Linked DNA regions of Sus scrofa: region 1 is linked to region 2. A link is a contact called in public HiChIP or PLAC-seq data. All regions are on one chromosome and are shown on one strand. The core of a region is the stretch at or near the end of the contact, and the rest is flanking DNA. Distances in the headings are between cores, read along the strand shown. Region 1 holds the start of CCDC82 (coiled-coil domain-containing protein 82). Region 2 overlaps MTMR2 (myotubularin-related protein 2).

Region 1 (3,147 bases), core at 10-2,509, 520 kb after region 2:
ATTCTATACTTGGAGGTTAATTCATCCCCAAGAAAAGATTAATTCTTGGACTTGCTCTATAAACAATGTAGGTGGTGGTTTACACTTAAAAAATTAAGGGCAGTGGAACCCTCAGCCATTTCTTGAAATTCCACTAGAAGGGATGCATTCTATTTGTAAAACATTTCCCCTCCTTAGTGTTTCCTTTTATATGCCAGTTTGGAGAAGAAACCTTAACAAACCAAGGAAATAGTCACTGAATGGATACTACGTGCCAGCGCACGCTTGGAGCTGTGGCGTTACTAGAAAAAACATCAACAACACGGTCTCTACTCTCAAGGAGCTCACAATCTGATGAAACTACTAGGGACAAGAAAACAAGCCAGCACAACACATGATTTTAAGGCTACATAATATGATTTTTTTAATGTTATCACATTGCCGTGAATAATGTATCATAGTTCTTCCACTGGCTGGAAACCAGGGTAGCACAAGACAGAAATAGGAAAATATGAAGAAACATATAAAGAGAGGAAAGCCAATTACCTCTATTTAGAACCAAGGTTTACTACTCCACAATTTCGCACAGAGAAATATTCAAAATCTGTAATACTGAGGATGGTTCGCTAAATTCAGCAGGGATGAGTGGCCGGGGAAGGAAAAGATCCTCCTGGGAGTTTAACACCAGAGTCTTTTTCACGATTACAAACCTGGTTCCTCGACGGGACACAGACACCTGGCGCAGCACTCCGGCCAGTCCGCCCCTCGCGCTCACGAGGAAGGGGCACTGTAGCTAGGAAACGGGACCCTCAGAGAGAGCTTCGCGATGACGTTCGCGGGACGTCACAAACCCCTAGATCTTAGAGGAGTGAGGCCCCCCGCAGAAAACAAACAAGAATCTGGAAAGGCCAGAAACCCGCGAAATCACCACCCGGGCTCCGCGTATCAGTCCTGCCCACTTCCCCTTCGCGCCAGGAACTGGCACCCCACCCACTGAAGCTCAGCCCGGGCGGCACGCGAATGTAGCGAAGCGCGCAGAGGAGCCGCCCCGCCCATCCTGAGAGAGCCGGCGGGAATTTTCTCTCCCTGCCCGCGGGGAGGCGTGGCTTCCCCTGCCCCTATAATAAACCATTAGCAGCCCAAGCGAGAGCTAGTCCCCGCCCCGAGCTGGCCCCGCGTCGTCCCCGCGCCCTCACCTTTCAATCCTCCTCCGCCTCTGCCTCCGCCCCTGCCTCCGCCCAGGTGTCCTGTTCCGACTAGCGACGCCCCTCCTCCTTCCGGGGACCGGGGGGAAGTCCCGCCTCTGGGAGGGGCTAGAGGCGGGGCCTGGAGGCGGGAGGGGGCGTCTTCCGGGAGCGTGTGCTGGGGGAGGAGCGGTCGCCGCGCGTTAGGCAGGGAGCGGTGCAGGGTCCTGGTTCCTACTGAGGTGGGGAGAGGGGCTTGGCGGGCTGTGTGGGACCGGGGGGACTATGCAGGCCCAGTAAACCCAGCGCGGGGAGGTGGGGCTTGCAGTGGAAGGGGCTGGCGGCTGGGGGAGGAATCAAACGTAGCCGTCCCCCTGGGGAAGGGGGCCAGTCCCGACTCCCTGGCTCTTCCGCTCTCCACCGTAACTTTGGGGTGTGGCAGGGGTTAGTGACGGTCGTTGACCTGGTACCGGGCCTGAAGGAGGCTTGTGGGGCTATAGTCTTTCTTGCGGCCACTGTGGGAATAAAACAAATGTTTGTAATCCGTATTATCCGCGGTGACTTGGGGCCTCTTCTACTGCCCATTTAAAGTTAAAGGCCTGTTCCCTCAAACTTCTCCCCTCTGATCGTCCTCTGCCGTCTGTTTACCAGCCAAGCCCAGAGGGGACGAGGTCTGGGCCACCAGGTTCCTGGTGAGGTTGAAAGAACTAGTGTGTAAGACTGTTTTAAAGTGAGTCTGTGAGAAAAGGCAGGATTTTGTGGATTGCTTCCGTGTAAGTGTGGGCCGAGTACCTGAGTGCCAGAGCTTCACCATGTCAGGGAAGAGGAAGCGTGTGGTGTTGACTATTAAAGATAAGCTTGATATAATAAAGAAACTTGAAGATGGTGGTTCTTCCAAGCAGTTGGCAGTGATTTATGGAATTGGTGAGACAACAGTACGGGATATAAGAAAAAATAAAGAAAAGATTATAACTTATGCAAGCAGTTCTGATTCCACAAGTCTTCTGGCCAAGAGGAAATCTATGAAGCCATCCATGTATGAGGAACTGGACAGAGCAATGCTAGAATGGTTCAACCAGCAAAGAGCAAAAGGGAATCCTGTGTCTGGGCCAATTTGTGCAAAAAGGGCAGAGTTCTTCTTTTATGCTTTGGGAATGGATGGTGATTTTAACCCTTCTGCCGGTTGGTTAACGCGTTTTAAGCAGCGACACAGCATTAGAGAGATTAATATTAGAAATGAAAGATTAAGCGGAGATGAGACTGCTGTGGAAGATTTTTGTAACAACTTTCGAGACTTTATTGAACAAGAGAATTTGCAACCAGAACAAATCTACAATGCAGATGAAACTGGATTGTTTTGGAAATGCCTGCCTTCCAGAACTTCAGTAATCAAAGGTAAATGCACAGTCCCTGGGCACAAGTCAGTTGAAGAAAGAGTCACTGTCATGTGTTGTGCCAATGCAACAGGTTTACACAAACTTAAACTTTGTGTTGTAGGGAAAGCAAAGAAACCTCGCTCTTTCAAGTCAACTGACACTTCAAACCTGCCAGTCTCTTATTTTAGCCAAAAAGGTGCATGGATGGATCTTTCAATTTTCCGACAATGGTTTGATAAGATCTTTGTGCCACAAGTTCGGGAGCACTTAAGATCCAAAGGCTTACAGGAGAAGGCTGTGCTCTTGTTGGATAATTCACCAACACATCCAAATGAAAACGTCCTGAGATCAGATGATGGCCAAATATTTGCAAAATATTTACCACCTAATGTGGCTTCATTGATTCAGCCCTCAGATCAAGGAGTCATAGCTACACTGAAGAGAAACTATCGTGCAGGTCTTCTCCAAAACAACTTGGAAGAAGGCAATGACCTGAAATCATTCTGGAAGAAGCTCACTCTGCTAGATGCACTTTATGAAATAGCAGTGGCGTGGAATTTAGTAAAGCCAGTTACCATTAGCAGAGCATGGAAGAAGATTCTCCCTGC
Region 2 (3,234 bases), core at 465-2,964:
ATTTATTTTAGCTATGTTCAAAATACTAAAGATCCAATATTAGAAAAATCATTAGAAGAAGAATGATACACCTTTATAATGAGTACTATTAAAGTATTTTCCAGAATATTTGATGAAAAGAAGTAATTCTTATAACATTAAGAGGAAAAACAATGATAACAAAATAATCAATACATAAATGCACAGAAAAAAAAAAACAGTGAGAAAAATATATCGAAGTTTAGTGATATAATTTATTCTTTACTTACTTATTCTTTACTTTTTTTATGCCTTCCTAGATTTTATGTTGTCTATGACATGCTTTATAATCAGAAAAATGTTCCAATAATTGAAAGAAGTGAACATAAGTCTTTTTAAAAAAGAGATATTTCGGAGTTCTCATCGTGGCACAGTGGTTAACCAATCCGACTAGGAACCATGAGGTTGCGGGTTCGATCCCTGCCCTTGCTCAGTGGGTTAAGGATCCGGCGTTGCTGTGAGCTGCGGTTTGGGTCGCAGACGCGGCTCAGATCCCACGTTGCTATGGCTCTGGCGTAGGCCGGTGGCTACAGCTCCGATTAGACCCCTAGGCCTGGGAACCTCCATATGCGGCGGGAGCAGTCCTAGAAAAGGCAAAAAGACAATTAAAAAAAAAAAAAAATGAGGAATATAACATCTTGCCTTACTGCTTTTTCTGCTTTATACTCTTTCCTCCTCCTTTCATCCTCGAGAACATTCTAAGTTTCATACCTCCTAATTCATGGTATAAGTTTAGGGAAGAGAACAAGAAATTACTAGAAAAATATATGCTAGTCTCTAGGGTACCGGCTTCATATACACATTGGCTCATTTTTCCTTTAAGGGGAAATATACAGTTTGACAGAGAATGCCTGGAATTCACAATGTTCTCAAAAGCACTAAACAAGGACAGAAATAATTAGATTCATGCTCCATAATTTAATTAAAGGATGATCATCCCAGCATTGTTTATAACAGCAAAACAAAAAACAAAAACACAAATAACCTAAAGGTCCAGAAACAACTGGTGTTACTAGTTATCATACCATTAAAATGTTAGAGATGAGTATATACTGGCATTAAAAAAAACAGTGTCAATTTAAAAAAAGAAGTTGTAATCATTCTTCTGTTTCAAACATATGTGTGCATAGGTATGCACATAGGTCTGCAAGTATAACCAAGGGTTGACGGTATTTCTCTAAGATGTAGGATGTTGTATGATTTGGGTTTTTTGTGTTTTTTTGTTTTTGTTGTTTTGGTTTTTTTTTTTTTTTTTTGCTTATCTGTAAAATAACTTTTTTTTTTTTTTTTTTTTTTGGCCATACCCACAGCCTATGGAAGTTCCTGGCCCAGGGATCAAACCCAAGCCACAGCTACAACCTATGCCAAATTCTTTACCCACTGTGCAGGGCCAGGGATTGAACGCACGCTGCCCTGGATACAGTGCTAGATCCTTAACCCTCTGCATCATAGCGGGCACTTCATGCAAGATAATTTTGTAAAGCTAAATTGTATCTCTTCTCTTTCCTTCTCCAATGGTAGATCAGGAGTTTAAACTGATCAGAATTACAGACTGTCAACTGAATCAGAATTTCTATTTCCATAATGCCAATATTTACTCTATAGCAGCAATCAGGACCACTGCTCAACTGCAAGTCTTCAGTCTGAATAGCTTGTACAGGTGGAGGGCTGCCAGAAGAGGGCAGCACTGGTCACCAAGAACACCTCATGATTTCTACAACAGTGCCGTGCAGACTTCAGTCAGCCATAAGCTCACTGCCCAGTTTGGAGAAGGCAGAGAGAAACTCATAGGTGCTGAACACCTATTTCTACATACGTAAGCAGAGCTATGCACTATTTTTTATCAACTTACTTTTCCCCTAAAACAATTCTTGTTAGTTGTTTTGATGCTCATTAAATACGAAAATTAAAGTCTAAAAAGATTAACTGACTCAATCATACTATCAAACAGGAGAGCCAGGATGAGAATCTACATCTTTATTTCTGAAAAGCCTGAACTCTTTATGCTATAATGTGGCTCCTACCAAATTCAAGTTGATTCATGAAACTGTAACTATAATCTTAACTAGTTAAAAGATGATCTCACCTTATTGGCAACAGCATTAACACTTGGCCGGGCATCAAATATAAAGATTTTATGAGATTGGGCATTGGAGTCCATAATGGCTTGAAGGTATTTTTCATCTTCCTTGCTTCGCTTCCCACTCACTCCTACCATGGGCTGGCTACACCTAGTGATTGTGGCTTGACTTTCAGGATGAATCCATGATAAAACCTTAAAAAGAGGGGGGAAAATGGCAACACATTTAACATGTTTCTCTGTTAATAATTCTTCTTTAAAACATTACTCTATAAAACTCTGCTTTCTAACTAGATCCAAAGCCTAGGATATAAAAGGCTGCTATGAAAAATCATCACCTGGAGTTCCCATCATGGCGCAGCGGAAACGAATCTGACTAGGAACCATGAGGCTTCAAGTTTGATCCCTGGCCTCACTCAGTGGGTTATGGATCTGGTGTTGCCATGACCTGTGGTACTGGTCGCAGACATGGCTTGGATCCTGCACTGCTGTGGTGTAGGCCAGCAGCTACAGCTCCAATTAGACCCCTAGCCTGGGAACTTCCATATGCCGTGGGTGCAGCCCTAAAAAACAGACAAAAGACAAAAAAAAAAAAAAAAAAAAAAAAAAAAAAAAAAAAAGATCACCTTTCTTTCAAACCAACTCCGGCATGTGGAAAACTTAGTCTAATTCTTTAATTAGATACTGATTTATGAAAGTCATTAACTATTGGCACTGCTGTCTCTAGAAAAAAATACATTAAAGGAGACAATGTAAACTTCACTTTTAAGGTCTTAGTACTAGATCTGCAAAACTGCCCAACTATAAAATCTTCAGAGTCTGTGAATTTTTGTACCTAAAATTATTTGAGCTGATCTAAAAAGATCATAAATTCATCTTTCAATTCATCATACATTTGATTAACATCAATTTTATCAAAATTGATGAATTTTATTTTCAAATAGTATCAAATTTGATAAATCTGATGAGCAATTCACCATAAATTTGTAAAGTTTTCTTCTTTCTGGGATTTAAAGGAAAAGAGCATGTACCACCATGCCTAAGAAGTATAAGATAAAGAAATAGTGAATAATACAGAGCCAACTTTGTTTTCAAGTTAAGAACCATGTAATTCTGAGCAACTCACTAATGCTCAT

The links. HiChIP or PLAC-seq counts read pairs in DNA pulled down with a chosen protein or histone mark.
Region 1: an H3K27ac HiChIP or PLAC-seq map of alveolar macrophages shows a contact between it and region 2. The contact joins the promoter of CCDC82 here to the enhancer-like site in region 2. A contact is called at or near these places in 3 of 5 promoter capture datasets (fetal liver, fetal skeletal muscle and liver), 29 of 47 Hi-C or Micro-C datasets (alveolar macrophages, blood, brain and 15 more) and 2 of 2 datasets of contacts at active chromatin or transcription factors (alveolar macrophages and skeletal muscle).

What each region holds. Positions count from the first base shown.
Region 1 is chr9:28,406,091-28,409,237 of Sscrofa11.1, forward strand. It overlaps CCDC82 (coiled-coil domain-containing protein 82), which reads right to left and starts at 1,260. Exons shown (of 9, transcript XM_021062697.1): 1 at 1,176-1,260.
Region 2 is chr9:27,883,872-27,887,105 of Sscrofa11.1, forward strand. It overlaps MTMR2 (myotubularin-related protein 2), which reads right to left. Exons shown (of 16, transcript XM_003357252.4): 10 at 2,105-2,293. Among named protein-coding and RNA genes, the nearest start is that of FAM76B, 72 kb to the left of the region's middle. Within about 2 kb of position 1,715, at least 6 of the 83 cell types and tissues checked have an H3K27ac peak or open chromatin away from gene starts, as enhancers often do. A contact at or near this core is called in alveolar macrophages, where this site is marked.